Regions from separate parts of the Mus musculus genome. Here region 1 is linked to region 2. The links are chromatin contacts, called in public promoter capture Hi-C maps. All regions are on one chromosome and are shown on one strand. The core of a region is the stretch at or near the end of the contact, and the rest is flanking DNA. Distances in the headings are between cores, read along the strand shown. Region 1 holds the start of Kctd21 (potassium channel tetramerisation domain containing 21). Region 2 overlaps Gab2 (growth factor receptor bound protein 2-associated protein 2).

Evidence for each region. Promoter capture Hi-C pulls out the DNA fragments that hold promoters and counts their contacts.
Region 1: a promoter capture Hi-C map of neutrophils shows a contact between it and region 2. The contact joins the promoter of Kctd21 here to the enhancer-like site in region 2. A contact is called at or near these places in 7 of 39 promoter capture datasets (the C10 cell line, the HPC-7 cell line, epiblast stem cells and 4 more), 4 of 115 datasets of contacts at active chromatin or transcription factors (bone marrow-derived macrophages, fetal liver, microglia and 1 more) and 1 of 9 other capture datasets (adipose tissue).

Annotation. Positions count from the first base shown.
Region 1 is chr7:97,330,442-97,335,659 of GRCm38.p6, forward strand. It overlaps Kctd21 (potassium channel tetramerisation domain containing 21), which reads left to right and starts at 1,882. Exons shown (of 2, transcript NM_001039039.3): 1 at 1,882-1,930. Usp35 (ubiquitin specific peptidase 35) reads right to left here and starts at 1,668. Exons shown (of 11, transcript NM_001177412.2): 1 at 1,396-1,668.
Region 2 is chr7:97,105,739-97,110,816 of GRCm38.p6, forward strand. The region is part of intron 1 of Gab2 (growth factor receptor bound protein 2-associated protein 2); the gene reads left to right. Among named protein-coding and RNA genes, the nearest start is that of Gab2, 27 kb to the left of the region's middle. Within about 2 kb of position 1,928, at least 16 of the 459 cell types and tissues checked have an H3K27ac peak or open chromatin away from gene starts, as enhancers often do. A contact at or near this core is called in bone marrow-derived macrophages, microglia and neutrophils, where this site is marked.

The DNA of each region.
Region 1 (5,218 bases), core at 632-3,131, 220 kb after region 2:
TGTCCCTCCACAGAGCGAGTCTCTAAGCTCCGGTTCCCAGGCCGCCTTGGCTCCTTCATCCTCTGCAGTCTAACTTGCTCCAGCACGCTCTCTCTCCTACCTGGCTAGGGTCTGACTCTGGAGGAAGTAGATCCAATCCTGTTCTGTACACAGCGCCCAGGATGATAGTGTGCCCAGGGGCAGAGGTGGCCATGTATCTAGGTGTGCCTAGATATTGATGAGAGACATTTGGTAACAAAACGAGATAAAAATCAAAGATGTGACCAGAAAAGTAGTATCCAGAGACAGAGTTACCTTGAGGCCAGTCCCTGTCCCTCCTCAGCCTGGGCCTGGACTCTAATATCCATGACCCTTGAACATCTGCGAGATACCTCACAGAGGCCAAAGAAGACTCAGCCATTCCAGAAATGGCCCATACAAACAAGGCAGAAAAAACAATAAGAAACCCCAGCTCCTGGTTAGCCCCTGGATCTGCTGTTCCCAGATCTCCTCAAAGGGGAGGAGGGAGGGTCTGCAGGTCCCTGCCCTGCGTTGGGGAGGAGGGGGTTCATCTGCTGTCCTCTCAGCCCCTCACATTCATGCCCCCACACCCTGACTCCTATGGACGCCAGGGTTCACTCGGGTCTCTTGGCAGCAGAATGTGTTTTAACTCAGTGTCTTACCAAGGCAACCCTAGCATGGCACCCTTCCCCCTAGGAGGCCTCGACCAGCCCCAGGCTGGGTCCTGGAAAGACAGGAGTGAGGGCTTTGCTAGTGACAGGCAAGAACAACCCTGTTACTGAAGAGGAATTAGAGAGATGGAAGAGAAGATGAAGAGAAGTCCCCTCTGGGACTGTCCACACTCGCCCCTGATTACAGAGCCACCACTCACTAACCTCTGCTAACCCAGCCCCCACTCCCAGCCCAGACTTTCTCTGAGGGAGGACAGGCGCTTAAGCTTCAGTTCTGCAATCTGCAAGCGATGTCAAGGCCCCCGGACTCCAGGACAAAGATGATCAGACTGCCTCTGGATCCTCAGTGTCTACTCCAGTTGGGCCCCCTCTCTTCCTTCCTTACGCCTGTTTAGCCCAGACTGGGGGTTCTCCGCAAAAAGATTGCCAGGCGTCATGGTTCTAGTTGTGGCTGCTCTCAGGACTGAGAGGTACAGAAGCTGGAACTACTCAGTTGATGAAGGAGATGGTTAAGGCTCAGAGAGGGGCAGTTAGAAGGCCAAGGTCACACAGCAAAGGCCCAGAAGCACCTAGATCCCCCACCTTCCAATCTCGTGCTCTCAGAGTCCTAAAGATAAGTAAGGAGCACTCGAAATGTCAAGAGTGCAGACACTGCCCCCGCCCCCCGACATGAGCACTCAAACACCCAAAGCCCCCTTAACTCCTAGACTTCAGAGGGCCTTACCTTAGAACCCACTCCTGGGCGGGGCGCATGGGCCGGACTAGACTAGGCTGGGCCAGTCGAGGTCAGGGCGGGTCCTCCGCTCCCCTACCGAGGGGTCCCAGACCGCAGGGATGCTGCTGCTACTTTGTGATGTCCAACTCCACCCACCCCGCTCCGCACAACCCTAGATGGACCTGGGCAGTGCAACTGCGCGGTCTCAGAGCTGCGGGACGGAACTGGGAGAGGGGTGAGGTGCGGGGAAACGGGGCGGAGCCACAGCGGGGGTTACCCTGCGAGCTCCCAGTCGGGCCGCGTCCCCTTTAAGGCCAGCTGGTCCCAGTGCCGGCGGGGCGGGCCAGTAGGGGGCTGGCTCTCCGCGTAGCCTCCTGGGAGGTGGAGTCCGGGCCCGGCACGCGGCACAGGAAGGAACGCAGAGGGGACTACAAGTCCCGGCGGCCAGCGCGCGGCCCGGGACGACCCGCCCCTGCCCCAGCCCGGCCCACCCCCTAGCGAAGCTGCGCTGGCTGGAGGGGAGGCTGCCGAGCGAGGGCAGGAGGTGGGTGCGGTGCGCAGGGGTTTCGGGGAGGGCTCTGGACCCAGCGGACGCATACATGTCTTTCCGGGCACCTGTCCTGCCGTGAAAGGTCATCTGTCGCAGCCTCGCTGTTCTCATCTGTGAAATGGGGTAGCCCCGCCCGTGGCCGCGGGGGAGGGGCGCGTTTCGGGGTGAGGGGGTAGACCGAACCACCTGAGGGGCGGGGCTGGAGAAAGGGATGCGCTGTGGGAGGAGCCTTTGGTGGGTTAGGAAGAGGAGCCGAGTCTCTAGGTGAGAAGGGGACCTCTTGTTTGATCAGAAGGGACCGGTTCCAGAGCTGAGGAGTGGGTGCTGGGTTAGGTGGGCGAGCGCGAGGCGGACCACAGGGATGACAGGGACCCCTCCCAGCTCTAGTGAACCCAGGGCGTGTGGATGTACACAGCACCATTCTTTCCATGTGACTAGAAATAAAGAGCCCATCCCTGGAGCTCAGTGCGTCACACACATACTCATTCTACTCACATCCCGCCAAGGCCTCACCGTGATAACTGTTTCCAGTTGAGCAACACACCTGATAAGTGACTTGCCCCCAAAAGCCTTCAAAGACCCTGCCTTTCTCTGCCCACAGGGGAAACAGAGGTTTGGTCTGGGGTGACAGGAAAGAAGCAAGCATTGTGATGCCCCACCCATCCAAAGTTGTGCTCCAGGACCTGTGCCCTAGCACTTTCAATGCCCAGCTACAAGGCAACCCAATGCCCCACCCATCCAAAGTTGTGCTCCAGGACCTGTGCCCTAGCACTTTCAATGCCCAGCTACAAGGCAATCCAATGCCCCACCCATCCAAAGTTGTGCTCCAGGACCTGTGCCCTAGCACTTTCAATGCCCAGCTACAAGGCAACCCTTCTATGGTGTCTTCAGGCTGGAGCTATTTGAAAGCCCTTTGTTTACAGTTATCACTGTTGGGAGGAGTGGGAAGGCCACAGGAAGAGAAAGCTGAAAGGAGGTGTGGGTGCCTGAGGAAAACCACAAGATGAGCCAGGGTGGCTAGGGAAAGTTCTGCCTGCGGTTGAGGGATGGTGTTGGGACCATCTTCAACAAAGCATTTCTGTGCAAGCAAGGAAATGCCTCAGGTTGGGTGGTCTCTTCTTCCAGCCCACCCCCACCCCGCCCTGATGGGCACAAATCCCAGTGCCCCTTGTGTGAACTGAGGGGAGCAGCCTGTAGGCCTCTCAGAGATAGGACAGGGCAAGGTGGCCGTCAGCTGTTGGGTGTGAAAGGATGAAGGGGAAGTCTGCAGAGCTCTGGGCCAAAGCCCTATCCTGGAGATCACCCTGGGTAAGGCTGGGAAGCTGCTAGGTGATCGGCAGTCGTCACTCACTTGAACCCGGTGCTCTGTCCCTTCCCCTGCACAGTGGAAGCCACCATGGCCTTGGCAGCATGACAGCCAATTAGACATTGTCCTACACATTTGATTCCAAAGTGAAAATTCAAGGGAGTATTTTCAAAATGAAAAGTTTTAAAGTGTTTATCTCCAAAACAGGGACATAAATAGTCCTGTTGGTGCACAAGTCCGGGAAGGTGAAGATAGGTCTAACTAAACAAAGTTAAAAAAAAAAAAAAAAAATGTCTTCCCTACTCCCTGCCCAGCCCCAGTTTCTGGGGATAGCAAGGGATTTCTTCAGCAGGGAAGCCAGGCTCCTACTTAGGTTAACTGTGCTAAGTACTGAGCATAAAGTACTGTGCTAAGTACTGAGCATAAAGTGCTTTGAGTCAAAAAGGATGGTGTGGGTGCTACAGGTGAGGCTTGGCAGCCTGATGAGATTTTTCCTTCAAAATCCTGGCCAAGGGGAGGCTAGAAGTCAAGTTGCAGAGGAAGGGAAGGGCCTGTCATGCTGGTCTATAAAGCCTACGAGAGTGTCTATTTCATGAGGCAGTGGTGGCTCTCACCTTTAATCGCAGCTCTTGGGCAACAGAGGCAGGCGGATTTCTGAGTTTAAAGCCAGCCTGGCCTACAGAGTGAGTTCCAAGACAGCCAGGGCTACACAGACAAACCCAGTCTTGAAATACAGAAAGAGAGGAGAGAGGGAGGGAGGGGGGAGTAGAAATTAGCATGTTGAGTAACTATCACAGTTTGAACTGTCATGGTTTTCCTGGCCGCCACCATCTTCCCTCGGAGAGCCTACCACAAACACTGACTCTGGGCAAAGACCATATGCTGTCCTCTACCCCAGAAGTCCCATTGGTTCTCTCTGCCCATGCTCAGCACACCTTGGCTGCACAGCAGGAGTCTCCTTCCTGCCACTTGACAGCCACAGATGCTAGGCTCAGGAGGATGCTGTTGTCAGAAACAAGGCCCAGACAGCCATATCTCAACCCTGGATCACAGAATGGAAGAGGGGCAGGCTGATCCTCTGGGCTAAGTCCAATCTAGAAGGACTTCCTGATCAAAACACTTCTCCAACTTCGGTCCTAGTTGACTATCTTAGTCTCTAAATACCAAACCTGCATTCACCTATTCATGCTTGAACACACTTGCCTTTCCACAGACACACACACAAACACACACACACACACACAGTCAGACACACACATCTCCCAGTTACTTTACCTTATAAGCCAAGCTTGATTGCTTGCCCCTATAGTCCAAGCTACTCAGGATGCTGAGGCAGGAGGATCACTTGAGAGCTCCAGACCAACTGAGAAAGGGCAGCATTATGAAAACCTATCACACAAGAGAAAGGAGGGAAAAATAGAAAGAGTGACTGAGAGAGGGAGAAAGAAAACATGAATATCTTAGCCAGGCATAATGGCACATGCCCATGTCCCCAGCACTTGGCACACAAAGCAGAAAGATTGGTTTTCGGCCAGCCTGGGGCACATAGTAATACCTTATCTAAAATTTTATCTAAATTTTCCTAAAGTCTCCAGCATATCTCCATCTCATAAGAGTGGTGTTTTCCTACGTAATTGTAATCTTACCTTTTGTATTTCCAAATAAACACTTGGTATTAAATTCTTTCCAGATTGCCCTTCTCCAAAACCCTTTAGTTGTTACCTTTAATGATCCAGTCTAGTCAAGATCCACCCACTGTATCTGTTAACATTTCTTTGAGCAAATCATTTAATCTGGAAAGGGCCATCTCATATGTTTTTATTTGATTAGTTCCTTAATGATTAGATCTTAGCTATTTCAGTTTCTGGCTTTTTAGTAATGTGGACTTCTGATCCCATCATTTTAGAAGGCAGCTATCAGGGGTCTTCATGAAGCCATTTGGTTAGTGGTTAATGTCATGACAGCATACATCTCCA
Region 2 (5,078 bases), core at 678-3,177:
GTTGGAGGGTTCTGGAATTGTTCTGGTTATAATACTGTTTACTAAAGATGGGATATTATTTATGTTTTTTGACAATCACTAGTTTTTTGAACTGAACTTAATATACAGACATTATTCACCTGATGAGGATGTTTTATTCACTCATTTCAAAATATAGTATGGAAATTGTATTTGATATTCCATATCAGACTTGAGTGGACCCTGTGAGGTGAAGTTTGGAGCATGGCCTAACCCCTCTCTGGAAAAGCTACTGTAGCTTTCTCCTTGTCAAACATATAAAAACTCCTACATTACCTTTCTCCAGATATGCCTCTGGTTAACTATTAGTATTTCTGCTTGTCTTTCCCTGTAAGCAGAGAGGAAAAGATGAAAGAGTCAGACAAACTTTCCTGAAGAAGCAAGATACTTAGAAGAAGCTTTTGTCTCATGCTTTAGCCCCAGGCTTAGCTCTTGGATGCTTTTCTGAATAAGTTAGTTTTGTGGCCATCTTCCTTTTCCTCTCTACCCTTGGAACCCAGGTTATAATTAATAATCTGGAGTCATATCTTCCTTCATTTGCTATATCTGACTCGTCATTGTCTCTTTATTAGGATCCTTGCTATAGAGATAGAAGATACTTGCCAACACCCGCACCAGGGTCAACTGAGGCCCTGAAAAGAAATTTCCATTGTAAACACATAGGACACATAAACATGACTCTAAAAGATTCAGTTGCAGAGTTAAAGGGCTAGACAAAGACAAGAAGTAAACCAGAAACTCTGACTTTGCTGGAAGAATTACAGAGACAAGGCAGTCCTGGTTTGAGATCCCATAGCATGTAGCATTTCTCTCCAAGCTGCTTTCCTCAGCAAAATTTCTCAGCTTCATTGGTGAATTTTCTGTTTATAGTCAGATACTTCACAGAGATGCTGATGGAGACTATTCTTGGACAACTGATTATATTTGACTTGACTGGACATCTTCTGTGGTTATAGCCTAAGATTCTGGAGTTGGACCCACCTGGCTTGAATTTGGTTCTTCTATCAGTGTATTTTAGGCAAATACATATTTAATATGTTTCTCTTTTTCTCTTACCTTCTGTTCCCCACTTTTTTCCTTCAACCTCCCTTACTTCACCCAACACCTTAGAGCAATGTGGTCCTACCAATTAAGCAGGAGAAAAAAATATACCTTAAAATACCTCAATATATAAGAAATACTTCAGGGTCCTTGATTCTGGAATCTGGGGGTTTTGTCTTGTGTATCTAGCACAATATCATGTAGGTTTATCTTTGTTTTTCTTCCAAGTGTTCCTTGAACACTCACTAGATTTAAGACATGGTGCTGAATCTTTTATTTGAGTTATTTTATTTCCTCAAGACATCTTAATAGCATAGGCATTTTACTGTTCTCATTGTTCAGTTGAGGAAATAAAAGCATAGTATGCATAGACTATGACAACAGTAAGTGATGCCATCAGTCTAGACTTCTATATCCAATGAAAATTTCTTTTTAAGATACTAAAAGCAAACATATTGTTATATATTTTAAAGCTGAGAAAGTTATTACAGAAAATCCACAATATAAGAAATGCTAAAGTAAATATTAAAGCAGGGTGTACCTGTAGATGTATGGATATAGAGCTTCCCAAATCAGATGTGGCGATGCACACCTTTAATTCTAGCACTCAAGAGAGAAAAGCAGGTGGATGGATCTCTGTGTTTGAGGCCAATCTGGTCTACACTGTGAGACCTTGTATCAAAACAAAAACAAAAACAGAGCCGCTTCAAGAAAAGATTTAGTAATTTAAGAGAGTAATTTGGAGGATGAAGGCTGTAGCAGATTAGGAAATTCTATTCTGTTTTCTACACACCCCTATCATCCTAGGGTCACCCAAGCATAGTTCCCTCTTATCCACTGTCAAGCCTACTCATCACTCATGTAGTCTAATGTGTGGCATTATGGGAGGGGACATTCTAAAGTCAGACTGCTTGGAGTCAGAATCTGGCTCTGCCTCACTGTGAGTAAGGCATTTGTACAAGGAACATAAGATTGGATTAACATTTAAAAACAAGTCAGTGAAATTCATCAAGTTAAGAGAATAATGAAGACAAGTCACTTAATCATCTGAATAGATGCTTGGCCCAGGGAGTGGCACTATTAGGAGAGGTGTGGCCTTGTGGGAGGAAGTGTGTCACTGTAGGGGTGGGCTTTCAGACCCTTCTCCTAGCTGCCTGGAAGAGAGTAGTCTTCTGTTTGCCTTCAGAATAAGATACAGAACTCTCAGCTCCTCCAGAGCCATGCCTGCCTGGACATTACTATGCTTCCCACCATGGACTAAACCTCAGAACCAGTAAGCCAGCCCCAACTAAATGTTGTCCTTGGTAAGAGTTGCTGCCTTGGTCATGGTGTCTCTTCAAAGCAACGGAAACCTGAACTAAGACAAGCTTGCCCAGATTGACATGGTTAGGTATAAAGACGTTGAATTTCATCTGGGATGGTGTCTGCATCTCACTCCTGTGTCACTTCTTTTTTTGGCCTGTCACTAGAATGTTGGTGGGGTCTAGCCTTCTGGAGAACCAGACTCTTCTTCTCTTTATGGAGACGGTGTGGGTATTACTCAAAAGTTTCAGTTTGTGGGTATGAAGTCAGCAGTAGCCAACTTCCCTTCCCTTTGCCTTCAGAACAGGAGTATAGTCTCTGTACTTCTATAAGATACTGGAATCACTAGAGATCTTAACCAGAGTAAAATTGTATTAAAAAGAAGTAAGGGTGAAGGATGGAGGACAAGAAGGAAGGAAGGCCATAGGAATAGTGCAATATTTTTTTAGAAAAAATAATGGTTACATGTATATAAATAGTTCTTAGAACCCTTCTGACTACTTTTACCTAAAGCCTTTTATCATACAGTAAGTGAACCTTAACATTTTAAGAAGAGAAAAGGCTTGTATAATAATGTTTATACCTCTGTTATTTTTAATACCCAAACCTGGAAACCACTAAAAATAGGTGCTGTATTCCACAATTGCACAATTCATAATCATTTCAGGTGTTTGAGTAATACATGTGAATCACAGCCACCCTGTATTCAATCATTTTTTAAAGTTTGTTTTATATTTTCCTCTTTCCCTCTCCTTTTCCCCATCTCTCTTTCTGTGTTTGTACATATCTATGTGCGTATGGGTCTCTGTGTTAGGGGATACACTCATGCCATAGTGTGCATGTGGCAATCAGAGGATGATTTTCAGGAGTCAATTCCCTCCTTCCCATCATGTGGATGTTAGAGACTGAACTCAAGTAAGTCATCAGATTTGGTGACAAGTGCCTTTACCCACTGAGAAATCTTGTTAGTCCTGTTCAATCTTATTATAAGTTTAAAAAGATGGGGTTATAGCACCATTAGTTTTATAATCAGGATGTTTATGCTGTTACTATTTCAAGATGAGAGCTCATCCATCACTTACTCTGAAGGTAAACAGTAAGTAACTGATAACTGACAAACCAAGGTCTCCTGTGTCCCAGTCCAGTGCTAGATGATGACACCATCTACTCATAGCAGTACCAGAATTCCTGTTTTTGTTTGTTTGTTTGTTTTTGTTTTTGTTTGGTTTGGTTTTTGTTGTTGTTGGTTTTTTTCGAGACTAAAAAAGAAAACTTACTCGCTCACTGTTAACAGCCCAATGAGGGAGAAATCTGTTGTATTGATGGCCAAAACTCTTTCCTAATGAGCTTTGCATTATTTTCTTGTGCTTACATTTAGTAAGAGGAAGCCAAGGCAAGGAGACAACCAGGAATTTTAATTAAGTCAAGAGAAACTTACTTGCTTTTAATCAGCTCTTGGTAGTTGCCATTTCTAGAAAGTATCTAATATCTCATTCTTTGCCATATCAGCACTTCAATTTGGTACTCAGAATGTGTGCTTATAGAGTCAGTGATCCCTGGAGAACAGTAGTCTCAAATTAGACAAAAGACATGCTAGCTTACAGCAGGAAATGATGCAAACAGGAGTTATTGATCAGATAGATGATTCAGAAAACTAGAAAGTCTAAAAAAGTGTTCATTCTAATTTTCCTTGTTGAATATGCATTGAATGCTTTCTCCTTAGTAGCACCTAATTTCTGTTCATTTCTGTGTGCTTCTTGAGAAACTGGCTTCATCTACCCTGTGTTTCAGTATGGCCAGACAGTATATTCCATCCCTTGGCCTCCATAATTATTTAACTAACTGTGCCTTAAGCAAGTAGAGTCTGAATGTATTTTAGTTGGTAGTATAAGTGGGTGACAAGCCTTCATTCTGCTACCAGTTTGGTTGGTATAAGAAGTGACAATCCTGACTCAGGGCTTACAGAAGAGTCCACATTAACTGAATGGGATCTTGATTACAACGCACCTTATAGAAAGCCTAGCAAAAAAATATAAATTTGGGTTTTAAATAGTTTTTAATTACATAATGATAAAGCCCAACTCAGATAAACCTAAGAAAGAAGTAGAAATGTGTTTGAATGATAGTAAGAAAGCTCATAAAACTGAAACAAGTATTTCAGATACCAGGACAACTCTAGTGGCCTTCGGCATACAATCATACTTAATGCTTACATACTACCTTTCTTACTATTTGGTTATGGTTGGTTTGCTTTTTCCCTGTAGACAAGCTTTCTCCAGATGATAGAAAAGAAGTTTGCTATCAACTTATGCCCCACCCACCCACTCCCCAACCCCCAGTTAGCTTATGTCTGCAACTCACAGGCAAGGTCTTTATTCTTAGAACTCTAATTTTAAAAGCCTAGGTCATACTTCTACTGCCTGACAAATAACTATGTCCAGGGATTGGAGAACTGTGTTAGTCAGATCTGTGATATGCACTTATCATACCAGTGCTAGCAAGGCAGGGACAGGTATTCTGAAGTTCATTGATCAGCTAGCCTAGACAAGTAAGATATAGAGGGCTGTAGAGATGGTTTAGCAGTTAAGAACACTTGCTACTCTTTCAGACTGGAGCTCACAGCTGCCTGTAACTTTAGCTTCAGAGGATCTAACACCCTCTTTTCTGGTCTCTTTGGGCACATAACATAAAAATAAAATAAGTCATATGAATACATG